4 separate regions of the Mus musculus genome follow, and all the other regions are linked to region 2. Evidence: chromatin contacts called from public HiChIP or PLAC-seq data. All regions are on one chromosome and are shown on one strand. The core of a region is the stretch at or near the end of the contact, and the rest is flanking DNA. Distances in the headings are between cores, read along the strand shown. Region 1 has its middle 59 kb from the start of Msh6. Region 2 overlaps Gm46609 (predicted gene, 46609). Region 3 has its middle 25 kb from the start of C330024C12Rik. Region 4 overlaps Ttc7 (tetratricopeptide repeat domain 7).

Region 1 (2,700 bases), core at 72-2,571, 310 kb before region 2:
CTCTGCTAACTTCACCAAAAGCTTTAAGATCTGCCCACTGCTACATGTACCACCCGTGAGAGGTCCAAAAATCTTGAGATTAAAAAAATTTAATTCCCTGGGAGGCAAACTGGGTTCCTCAGAGGGAGCCACTGGCAGTGAGTGAGTCTTTAGTCAATGACGACCCTGACTTAGGGAGGGTAAAGCTGAAATGGAGTCACTTTCTGAGACATCTAACTGAAGGCGATAATGGGGGCACAGTTGAGCTGGTCTCTGAAATTCTTCAAGGCCTCTCCAAAAATAATGGAACTAATGTAGCAACCAATCAAAATTGTACTAATGTCACTGCTTTCCCCCTTATCAATCATATTAGAGGTTACCTAACCCTTCTAGAAAATCCCCTTAGCCCTGCATCAAAGGGGCCTGTGAGCCTCTTGGGTCATCACCATTTTGAAGAATGGTTGACCTCTGCATGTAGGTAATTTCTGCAGAATAAACACTCTTTGCCTTTGTATACTATTTGAGTCTGGGGTCTTCCTTCAGTGATTCTTGGACCCCAGGACCCCAAACCCCAAGCCAGGATGATAAGAATGATTAAGATTTTGTAAAATTTCCTGTATATGAGATCCTATATAGGACACTACATAAATTCACATATTTTATAATACAACAGGCCTATGAAACATATTCCTTATTTTACAGATGAACAATCTAAGGCCCAGAGAAGCCAGGCAGTCTGCTGAAAGTCACATAGTAAGTTACAGAGCTGAGCTTCAAGCCTACGCTATATTGCCAAACATGGTGGTACACACTTGTAATCCCAGCACTTGAGAAGTAGAGGCAGAAGGGTCAGAAATGTAAGGTCATCATTAGTAATATACGGCATGGGTTTGAGGCCAGCAGGGCTATATAAGAGCTCATCTCTAAATGGAACCAAACTAGGCCAGACCAAACCAACCAACCAAACCAGACCAGACCAGACCAACCAACCAAACCAAACTAGACCAGACCAAATCAACAACACCAACCACCCAAACAAGCCTAGGTTCTCTGCTTCCATAGCCAGTATTTGTACTGTGTACACCATTCTGTCACTCAAAATAACAAGGTAAGCAACTTGTGTTAGGATTTACAGGTGGTAGGTAGTTCATTCTAGTTCAGGACTGTACCATGCAGGGATTGTACTGACTGAACCCATTTCCCAGATGAGGACATTGGACTTTCGGCAGGAAGAGTGAGCCAGTGACAGTCTCTCAGCACCTGAGCAGAGTCAGGCCAAGGCCCGGCTCTCTCCACTAGAAGTCAATAAGAATTGTCTTCCTGCTGCTTGTGGACATTCTCAGCACTTAAGAGCCACAAATGAGTCACAGGTGATGACTGTGAGAGCCATGGGTTGGAGTGAGGGGTGTGGGTAGGATTCGGCAAGAAAATAAGAGTTGGAGGCCCTGAGAGGCTCAAACATGACCTGGCACCTTCACTACACCAGGAAAAGGAAGGAAGAAACAGGAAATAAGCAGAGGAAACTGGAAGCCAGATAGAAGCCTAAATGCCAACCTAGAGCCGAGCCTCATGGATCCACTCCCGCCATTGGTTTCAGCTTCAGCAGCACCAGGGGCAAAATATTTGCCTGCTTTGGTATCTTCGCTCAAGCTGTTCCCGCTGCCTACCTGGAGTGCCTCCTCACTCCTACCTCTGTTTGGCTGGCTGCCTTCCATCCACCCCAGAATTCTGCTTAGGGGACCCTCTTGGGAGAGTCCCCAGGAAAACTGTCATTAAGCCTTAGTCTCATGTCCAGGACAGCTCTCTAGATGAACAGGAATGGCCTACCTTAGCACTGAGACCATCTGTGGGAGGCACTGCCTTTCCCTCAGAGCTGAATTTGATACAGTTGTCCTCTTTAGTAGGGACCTCAAACATCTTCCACAGGGCATGTGTCAAAAGCTTGGACCTCAGGAGGTGCTAGAAAGAGGTGGTGGATGTCTAGCTAGTGGGGTCCAAGAGAGATATGCCCTAGCAAAGGACTCTGGGAGCCTAACTCTTCTATTCTCCCTCCTCACTAGTGCTGTAAGGGGGTTTTGCTTAGTCATGTTTCCACCATAATGCATTGCTTCATCACAGGCTGTAAACAATACTGACAATCAGTTATAGACCAAAACTTCTAAAACCATGAGACAAATGAACCTTACAAGTTAATTCTCTTGGGTATGTCATTAAGGCTATGGGTGGCTAATGAATATGATCTTTGAACATAATTGGTTCTCTGTGTGAGCCAGCTCAATGAACAGTGACGCATACAGTGGGAATGTGGTGACCACAACATTATGTCAAGACGTCTTTTCCAGACTGGAAGGCTGTGAGGCTAACTTAGCATTCTGGGTCAGGGTGAAGAAGTCAGGCCTGGCATATCTGCTGTGCCTGAGCCTCTAAATGACAGTGACTAGTTTACGTAATTAGAACAAGAATTTTTCAAGCTTCCTGACCCAGAACTAGTGGAGGCCAGAGATGGTAGATCTCCTGAAGCTGGAGTTACACAGTGTTGTGAGTTGCCAAATGTGGGTGCTGGGAACTGTTCTTTGGTCCTCATAAGAGTGGTGTATGCTCTTAACTGGTGAGCCACCTCTCCACCTCCTTCTTCTTCTTAAATCTAAGTGAGAGAACATGGGTAGAGCTATCAGTCCCTCCAGGGCTGGAGAGAGCCTCTAAGTTAGTCTCACTGGGCAC
Region 2 (2,700 bases), core at 156-2,655:
ATTCTAGGGCATCCGACACCCTCTTCCGGCCTCTGAGGATACGTCACGCATGAGCTGTGCAGACATACATGCAGGCACTATACCAATACATATACAATAAAAATAAACAAATCTTTTATTTTAAAAGACTGTATTTGGGAAGAGCCTATTAGCAGGTCCACATCTTCTATATACATTTCATGTTGTGTTTCTCAACTGTGCAAAAGTGAGTTCTGTCCTGGAGTGGATGGTCAGAGGCACAGGAGTCTGGAAACCCTCTGCGCATGCCAAGAATGGAGAGCCTTCTTTGTCCTCACCCAGGAGAGAGCACAAATCCATTATCAACGAAACACTCTGGGGAAAACTCGAACTTTCCTGGTAGGTGCTTTTCTCTAGATGACACACAATGCTGCTCTCTCAGTGCCGAGGACTCTGGCCAGACATTGCTTAGTGAGACATCGCCCCCGCAGCGAAGTGGCACGATACTCTCCCCCCAGATGGAATGAATCATTCTCTTGATTTTGAACCCTCGCAGCCTGTTACTCACACAGTGGCTAATTTCTGACCTATTACACCTTGCACAGGTGAATCTTCATAGAAACGGTCCCTCCCGGGCAGGGAAGAGGGCTGACTCATCCGTCTTCCCCAGGCCGGCAAGACAAGCCCTGCTCGCTCGCGTACGCGCGTGGCTGCTGCTCAGCTACCCCTCACCGAATCAATTACTTTTAAAATTCAGTCTCTTAGGGATTAAGTTACTGAGGTCTGTGAGGAAACCTGTCCAACCAGTTGCACCTTGTATACTTTTTCCTTGGTCAGCGCCTGAGCTGATGTTTCCTCAACACGGCTGCCAGCCCCTCACGTCACGTGACCATGGCGCATCTTTAACCCGGTAAAGACTGGGAACATCTGGGGAAAAGGACGATTTAAGCACTATTTTATCTGTGTATTTTATATTTTATTAGTATGTGTTAATTATAATGACGATTGCGTTATGACTTTTTTTTATAGATACATAAAATGTATTTTGATTATATTCACTCTCAGTCGAGCTCTCTTCTCGCCCTCCTGTAGTAGCTGGTCCTTTTTCTGGTTCTGGCTAATTGCTGTGGTGTAGAGCACGCGCTTGTGTATGTGCGTGTCCCAATGCTCTGTGAGGCTCAGTGAGTTCCATCAGGGTCACTCACAGGAACATGGATGGTGGGTTATTTACCTGAGCGTGGGCCACCTTATGGCTACCCCACGAAAGAAAATCCCTCTTCCAGCAACCTATAGCTCCTCAGGGTGGGTGGAGGCGTCCCGAGCTCCTCCCTGCCCCACCCCAGGATGCGGACAGGCTGTGTCCTATGGCCACCTGGAAGGCCAACCTCTACAACAGTCCACCTTGTGATTCAGCGTGCGTGTTCTTTCGGTTTGTTCTTTATATTGTTACCTTGGAGGGATTACACAGACATCCTGTTTGTGGTCTGTGCAGTTACAGCTACCTACTGCAAATAGAGGCTGGTTTTGCTTTTTGTTTTTGTAGATCTGGATGGCCTTGGACTTAACAGAGATCCACCTGCCTCTGCCCTCATGCCCATTTAGGAGTGCTGGGATTAAAGGTTTGCGCCACCACACATGGAAACAAAGAAAAGGTTTCTTTGAGCAAAGCTAAAGGTAGCACTGGCTGGAGATACAGTTTAGCAGTTCAAAGTGCTTACTGCACTTGCAAAGGACCCAGGTTTGGTTCCCAACACCCGTCTCAGGTGACTCACATCCACCCATAGCTGCGGTTCCTGGGGATCTGATGGGCTTCTGACCTCTCTTATGTTATACACATTCGTTGCACATAAACTCAAGCAGACACACACACACACACACACACACACACACACACACAACTCAGTAAGTAAATACAGCTTTTAGAAAAGCTGACAGTAGGACCAACCCATGGAGACAGACATTTTCTGAAAGGTGCTTTGACATCATGCCCATTTAGGAAAACACGTGAAGGGTATGACCCCACAGCCATGGGCTTCGGACCCGGTTTACAATACCAGATCTGAATTCCCTCTGTGGAGTTGGCTTCTCCAATAAACAGACTTGCTGCCCTTGCACCAATGAGCAGATTTTGCCTGGCCAGGCCTAGTATAAAATGGATACTGCTGACTGTGCACCACTGAATATGATATAGGAAAAGGCACTCACGACAAGCCTGGATAGTTGCCGGGCAGTGGTGGTGCAAGCCTTTAATCCCAGCACTTGGGAGGCAGAGGCAGGCGGATTTCTGAGTTCGAGGCCAGCCTGGTCTACAGAGTGAGTTCCAGGACAGCCAGGGATACACAGAGAAACCCTGTCTTGAAAAACCAAAAAAAAAAAAAAAAAAAAAGGGAATTTACTCTCTTATGGTTGAGAAGGCCGGATGCCCTAAACCAAGGCACTGACAGGCCTCTCTTTTCAAGGCCCTAAAGAGACTTCATGCCCTTTTCTTGGCTTGTAGGTCATCATTATATGACACTTTCCCTATATATCCAAACTACCTCCCATTTTTTAAAAAAATGATTTTATTTTATACATATTGGTATTCTGCCTGCATACATGTTTGTGTAAGGGTGTTGAGCACCCTGGAACTGGAATTTCAGACAGTTGTGAGCTGTCATGTAGGTGTTGGGAACTGAACCCAGGTCCTCTGGGAGAGCCAACACTCTTAGCTATTGAGACAGTTCTCCAGCTCCCTCTGTTTAT
Region 3 (2,700 bases), core at 194-2,693, 440 kb after region 2:
TGACATTTCCATCATTGTGGTCTGTGGGAATAGGGAAGGGGGAGAGACTAGGTGGAGTCAGGCCTACGCTCTTCCCTGCCACTTCCATTGTCAACTCTACCACACTGCTCTCTAGTATGCCAGGGCACAGCCAGGCAAGTGAGGGCGTGTTGAAGAATAAAGACGTATGATGGTGACAGTGACATCTGAGGTGAATCCATAGGTGTGCTGGAGCAGGCTTCACTTGTTGAAGACAGTAAGGATTCAGGATACATGGAGAACCCAGACAGCCTCCCCATGCTTCTGGGAAAACAGAATCATTTGCCAATGTGGGGCACAAGGGGAATTCAAAAGACTGGGATTTACCTGTACCCACGAGTCACCTACGAATGACCATTTTCTATTACTAAAGCAAGTCAGAAGTTTGCCAACTTGGATAACAAGGGTTCCTTTCCCCTGCTCTACCTAGTAGAGCTGCTAAGGATAGATTAGCTACAGGAGTAAATCTGAAATCCAAAGCACATTTCTGCTCCAGTCACACCGTACAGAAAGTGATTGTGTCCCCTGCATATCTCTGTGAATCCCCACTCATTGTGGTGATGTTCCAGCTGAAGATCTAGTGACAAGTGTCCCAGCGCAGGTTATGGGCCTGAGTGTGTACCCCAGGCTTCACTACATGCTTTGGGGATCTCAGATTTGACTCTTGTGAGCCTCTTTTCCACCCCCAAATTAAATATGATTTTGTTAGCGTAAAGACCAGTCCACTGATATTAGATATTAATCCATTTTCTTTAACTTAATTGTTCTGTTAAATTCTAGTTTTAAAGGAAAATTTGAAATGTTTTCATGCTCTCTAAAATATGATAGCCCCTAGGGACCTGAGTGGCCTGTCTTTCTCTTGGCTTTGGCCACGCCTCCTGGCTCCTGTCGCCCCCTTCTGTAAACCGGAGCCATTGGGCAGAAGGACCTTGGCATGTGGTGACTAAGTAATACAGACTTCCTCTCTTTCTCCTCACGGATTGGCTTTTCAATTTTTAACTCAGTGATCTTGCTTCATATGTGGTTTTCACTGTGAGTCACCTTTAAAATTCTCTTTGGAAGTAGGTGGGGTGTAAATTATAAATAAGAATTCCTTTTTACTTCCTCAGAGTTTGCACAATGCCTGGCTTTGTGTTCTCAGCCCTTGTTTGTTGATTGTGCCGGTAAATGGCTGCCTCCCCTTCCAGCCTCCACCCACCACCATGTCCCACCAGGTCTGACAGAGTCTGAGAGAGTCTTCCGTTCTTCCTCCTGTCCCTCCTTCTCTCTCTGTCTCTCTCTGTGTCTCTGTCTGTCTGTCTGTCTGTCTGTCTGTCTGTCTGTCTCTCTCTCTCTCTGATATCTGGAGAGTCTCAGTTCCTGTGCCCCATATTCTCCTGGCTTTCAGCTTGAAGAGGCACCCACTCACTGTCAGACTGACTGGGGGTGTAACCTGTGGCTCTGCTCCATCCGAGAGGGAGCTAGGGTTTGGTCAGAGTGAGATCTACTCAGTAAACAGTGGGATAAGAACTGAGCCTGGGTCCTCTGATGCACCATGGCCAAGTGAAGAGAGCTCAGCCTCTATGATTTCAGCCTTCAGAAAGTGGAATGGGTTTCTTATCAGCCCTTAACTCAAACCCTACAGTAGCAGTTCTCAACATTCCCAATGCCACAACCCCTTAATACAGTTCTTCATGTTGTGGTGACCCGCAATCATGAAATGATTTTTGTTGCTACTTCGTAACTGTAATTTTGCTACTGTGATGAACTGTAATGTAAATATCTGATATGCCACCCTTGGGAAAGTCTTTCAACCCACCGGTTGAGAACCGCTGATCTCCAGGACACCGTTTCCATCTCTGGAGGTGTGCTCAGCTTCGTCTCAATGCTCAGGCCCCAGCATTCACTGTGTTGGAACCTTGTGCTGAAACCTCGTTCCTACACAGTGGAAGAGGGATGCCAGAAGCAAGCAAGGATGGGTAACAGAGCCACAGAGAAGGAACCGGGGGTTTTAAAAGGCTTCCTTCATTAGCTAGCCCTTCGAGTGCTTGCCACCTATCAGGCACTGGGGTTCTAAGATCACACCAGAACATGTATGCAAAGCCACATGCATGCATGGAGCATGCATGCATGCACACACACACACACACACACACACACACACACACACACGGCACCCTGCTGAGAAGAAACAGAGAAAAACATCTACCCACTTACTCAAGGAAAGGCAAAACAAAAGCTGCCCCACAGTGGGGCAGAATCTGCTGCTTTGAAAGGGGAGCATGTGCAAGTCTATTTAAGTCCTCTTACACCAACTCTGCCATTCTCCACTCTTAGCCCACCCCCTCAATCTGTCACATTCAGGGATCTGGGGCTCTGAGCCTTGGGTGAATTAAACAGATTCAATGGCACGTCAGGCTTGGGAGGAGGAGGAGGAGGAGAAGAGAAGGCGGGCAAAGAAGATGGAGAGAGAAAAAACACAGGGAGGTGTTGGAAGTCAATTCACAAACCTCCTGTAGAGGAGAGGAGGTCAGCCAGAGAGACCTGGAACGCTCCAGTTGGAGCAATCCTATTAATAACGGAGCGAGTTTATTGAAAGCTTCTGGGGCCAGACCTTGCTCTAAGTCTTTTACATAGATTAGCATATTCAATCGCCCAGATGCCCACTGAGATGACTTTTGTTTTATAGATTATTGATGAGAA
Region 4 (2,700 bases), core at 123-2,622, 260 kb after region 2:
AGATCTGGTTCATGGTGCCCTGAACAAACTATTCCATCTGTGTGCAGCACCGACTGTCAGCTGACCCCACCCCACCAGCCTCCCAACATCCTCCTACCACAGGTCACTTAACAACCTCCCTAATAACCTCTCAGACTTGAACAGGACTCACACTACAAAAGGCCTTGCCATTTCAGGTAGGCTGAGAAGCTCTCAGTTAGGACAAAGGGGAGGTTCTGGCCTGGTAGATAGAGCCTCAGTCTCTGCATCTTTGGTTTCCAGCCAGCTTGCTAACCCTAATGGCTTCCCACTGAAGAGGCAGGCGCTTGCGGGGCAGAGCAGTTAATGCACGCACAGGGCTCTGCCCCGGTCCTAAGTCACTACAGTCACCACGGAGGTGCTCACGGGAGAGCCAAGGAGGAGAAACGCTGACCGCCAACCGCCGCTCAGCCAAGGAGTAGCTGACCTTTGAGAAGGATCTGACGGTGCCCGGTGCCCGTGATTATGCCTGGCTTAGCAGTTCCTCGGCCACATGGCCAGAGAGTCCTGGCTGCTGTCCCCGCGCACTGTGGCAGCCAAGCGTGTTTAGTGAACCCAGCAGAGTGATAAACTATGTTAGTGTTAATACCTCTGATCCCCACCCCCTCTTCAAGTGTTGGTATTTTAAGCATCCTTTTGATGTGCTACAAGCCCTTAATAAGAACAATCCAATAAACACACTGGGTTTAAGGCAGAAATGTTAGCACAAGTCCCAGGACTCTGATCCCTTCTGCTTGGTGGACTACCCCTCCAGAAATATGTCACATGCAACCTGATAAGTAGGTGTGTTGAGGTGGGGGTGGGGTGGGTAGGTGGCTCGGAGAAATGCCCTGGAGGCTCAGTTTCAGCCTTGACTGGATCTAGCTACAGTCTGGCTCCAGCTAATACCTAGTTAGATCACCTCAAACATTTTCCAAAACAGCCCTGGTTTCCTGGGGCCGATGGATGCAGCAGTTCGTTTGTTTATCTGGGGCGAGCAGTGGCTTGTGGAGAGGGCCATATTGTTCCTCCACTGGCAAGTTCCTCTGTGGCTTTGACACATGGCTCCCTCAGGACTTCCCCAGTCTCCTAGGACTAGGGGCTGGGCCAGCAGGGGCTCTCAGGAATGTCTATTGTGTCAGATAAGGGGTGGGTAGATGGCCCTGCCCACTGTGGAGGTAGGAAGAAAACACATTTACTCCCGTGTCACTTGTGGGCCCTGGGTCCTCAGAGTCAGTCTGGCGGGCTGCAGGGCTGGGCGGGGGAATGGCTGACAGCTTGGTTATTGGAAAGCTCCCATCCTTGGCCTAGGGACTTTGTTTGGTTTCTATGGTGACCTTCACTACAAGGGCCTGACTAAAGCTGAAGGAATGTGTTACCTAAAACCATCTCCCTACAGTGCTCATGGTGGTCCATCCCTCCCCACCCCAGATTCCTCTCCCTCCTGGTCAGGCTTCTCAGCTGCTTCAAAGATGGGAAGGACCAGCAGAGACAACTCTGGGCCTGCTGAAATTCTCCCATTCCCCACAGGAAGCCTGTGGGCCGCCTGGCCGTGGGCCTCCTGGTACATGTGTCCAGGGCTTAGTGGAAAGCCCAGAGGGTTTCAGGAAGCTGCTAGGGATATCTGGTTCCCATCACACCAGGTTCATACTGTCCCCGTGGAGGAGTCAGTCTGCCTCCTCACGTTTCTGCATTTTTAAACCTGAGCCGGGCTAACCGAAGGCCGTCCCTCAGCACGGGCCGGGCATCAAGACCCCTGCACTTGGCTTCCTAATCCCCAAGTAAGAAGGGTCTTCAGAAGCTGGACTCACCAGAGGCCGGGTTCTACCTTGCGTGCCCGTGTGGGGACAGTGACTGCTCCCCTGTGTCACTCACAGCCCAGCCTCATCCGGATCCCCTTCCTTCAAGCTCCTGGCTCACTCACTAAACATTGTCAGTGCCAGGTGTCGACGGAACTTTGTGGCCTCCCCTCCACACCGGGACCTCAGACACAGAAGTCCACCAACCAGGGACCTTCAGTCCGTGTCTCAGCACACTTGAGAAGCAGAAGAGTCAGGGCAGGTTGTTAAATTTATTTTATTTAAAGAGGAACACATTGCTGCCGGTGGCACCTAAGTGATAAACGTGACTCAGGGCAGTGACCTGACTTGGCTCTCCTACTAGGATAAACTTAGAAGATGGGAGTCTGCTTAGCGGTCAGCATCCTCCTTTGTCTAGGCCTCTCCCAAACAGTAGCAGGCAAAGCAACCATCCCTACACTGACCTGCTGGCTTCTGTCCTCCATGTGCGACAGTCCTTGGGTCCACTGAACTGACTGATGACTCTGCAGGAAAGGGGGCGCCTCTAGAAGGCCTGGCCACCAGGATAGCCGCTGCAAGGTGGCTTGGTGGGAGACAAGCCATGTCACAGGCCTGAGAATACACTTTGCTGGGGCTGATGAGGCCAGGCCGTGGCAGGTTGGTCTGTTGTTTTGCTGAGCAATATTTACTGGACTGGTGGTTTAATTAGTTGCTAGCAACAGCTGGAGTCCCATACGGCCTGCTCTTAGCACGGGGCCAGCTGGGGAAGCGGGACACGCAGCCGAAAAGCAGTGACATTTTTCAGTGATCCCTGACCTGTAATGGATTCAATGACATTTCCTGATAATCCATGGGTTTCTGTACCCCAGGGTTTCATCTGTGGGGAACAGTTTTAATTTATTGG

Evidence for each region. HiChIP or PLAC-seq counts read pairs in DNA pulled down with a chosen protein or histone mark.
Region 1: a contact with region 2 is called in a FOXA1 HiChIP or PLAC-seq map of pancreatic cancer cells. The contact joins two enhancer-like sites. A contact is called at or near these places in 2 of 115 datasets of contacts at active chromatin or transcription factors (bone marrow-derived macrophages and pancreatic cancer cells).
Region 3: a contact with region 2 is called in a FOXA1 HiChIP or PLAC-seq map of pancreatic cancer cells. The contact joins two enhancer-like sites. A contact is called at or near these places in 2 of 115 datasets of contacts at active chromatin or transcription factors (extraembryonic endoderm stem cells and pancreatic cancer cells) and 1 of 9 other capture datasets (embryonic stem cells).
Region 4: a FOXA1 HiChIP or PLAC-seq map of pancreatic cancer cells shows a contact between it and region 2. The contact joins two enhancer-like sites. A contact is called at or near these places in 1 of 484 Hi-C or Micro-C datasets (forebrain) and 4 of 115 datasets of contacts at active chromatin or transcription factors (bone marrow-derived macrophages, memory CD8 T cells, pancreatic cancer cells and 1 more).

Annotation. Positions count from the first base shown.
Region 1 is chr17:87,915,147-87,917,846 of GRCm38.p6, reverse strand. No RefSeq gene overlaps it. Among named protein-coding and RNA genes, the nearest start is that of Msh6, 59 kb to the left of the region's middle. Within about 2 kb of position 1,321, at least 6 of the 459 cell types and tissues checked have an H3K27ac peak or open chromatin away from gene starts, as enhancers often do. A contact at or near this core is called in pancreatic cancer cells, where this site is marked.
Region 2 is chr17:87,607,751-87,610,450 of GRCm38.p6, reverse strand. All of the region lies in intron 2 of Gm46609 (predicted gene, 46609), which reads left to right. Among named protein-coding and RNA genes, the nearest start is that of Gm46609, 4.4 kb to the left of the region's middle. Within about 2 kb of position 1,405, at least 84 of the 459 cell types and tissues checked have an H3K27ac peak or open chromatin away from gene starts, as enhancers often do. A contact at or near this core is called in pancreatic cancer cells and trophoblast stem cells, where this site is marked.
Region 3 is chr17:87,168,889-87,171,588 of GRCm38.p6, reverse strand. No RefSeq gene overlaps it. Among named protein-coding and RNA genes, the nearest start is that of C330024C12Rik, 25 kb to the left of the region's middle. Within about 2 kb of position 1,443, at least 94 of the 459 cell types and tissues checked have an H3K27ac peak or open chromatin away from gene starts, as enhancers often do. A contact at or near this core is called in pancreatic cancer cells, where this site is marked.
Region 4 is chr17:87,349,528-87,352,227 of GRCm38.p6, reverse strand. The region is part of intron 15 of Ttc7 (tetratricopeptide repeat domain 7); the gene reads right to left. Among named protein-coding and RNA genes, the nearest start is that of Gm52284, 44 kb to the right of the region's middle. Within about 2 kb of position 1,372, at least 158 of the 459 cell types and tissues checked have an H3K27ac peak or open chromatin away from gene starts, as enhancers often do. A contact at or near this core is called in pancreatic cancer cells and trophoblast stem cells, where this site is marked.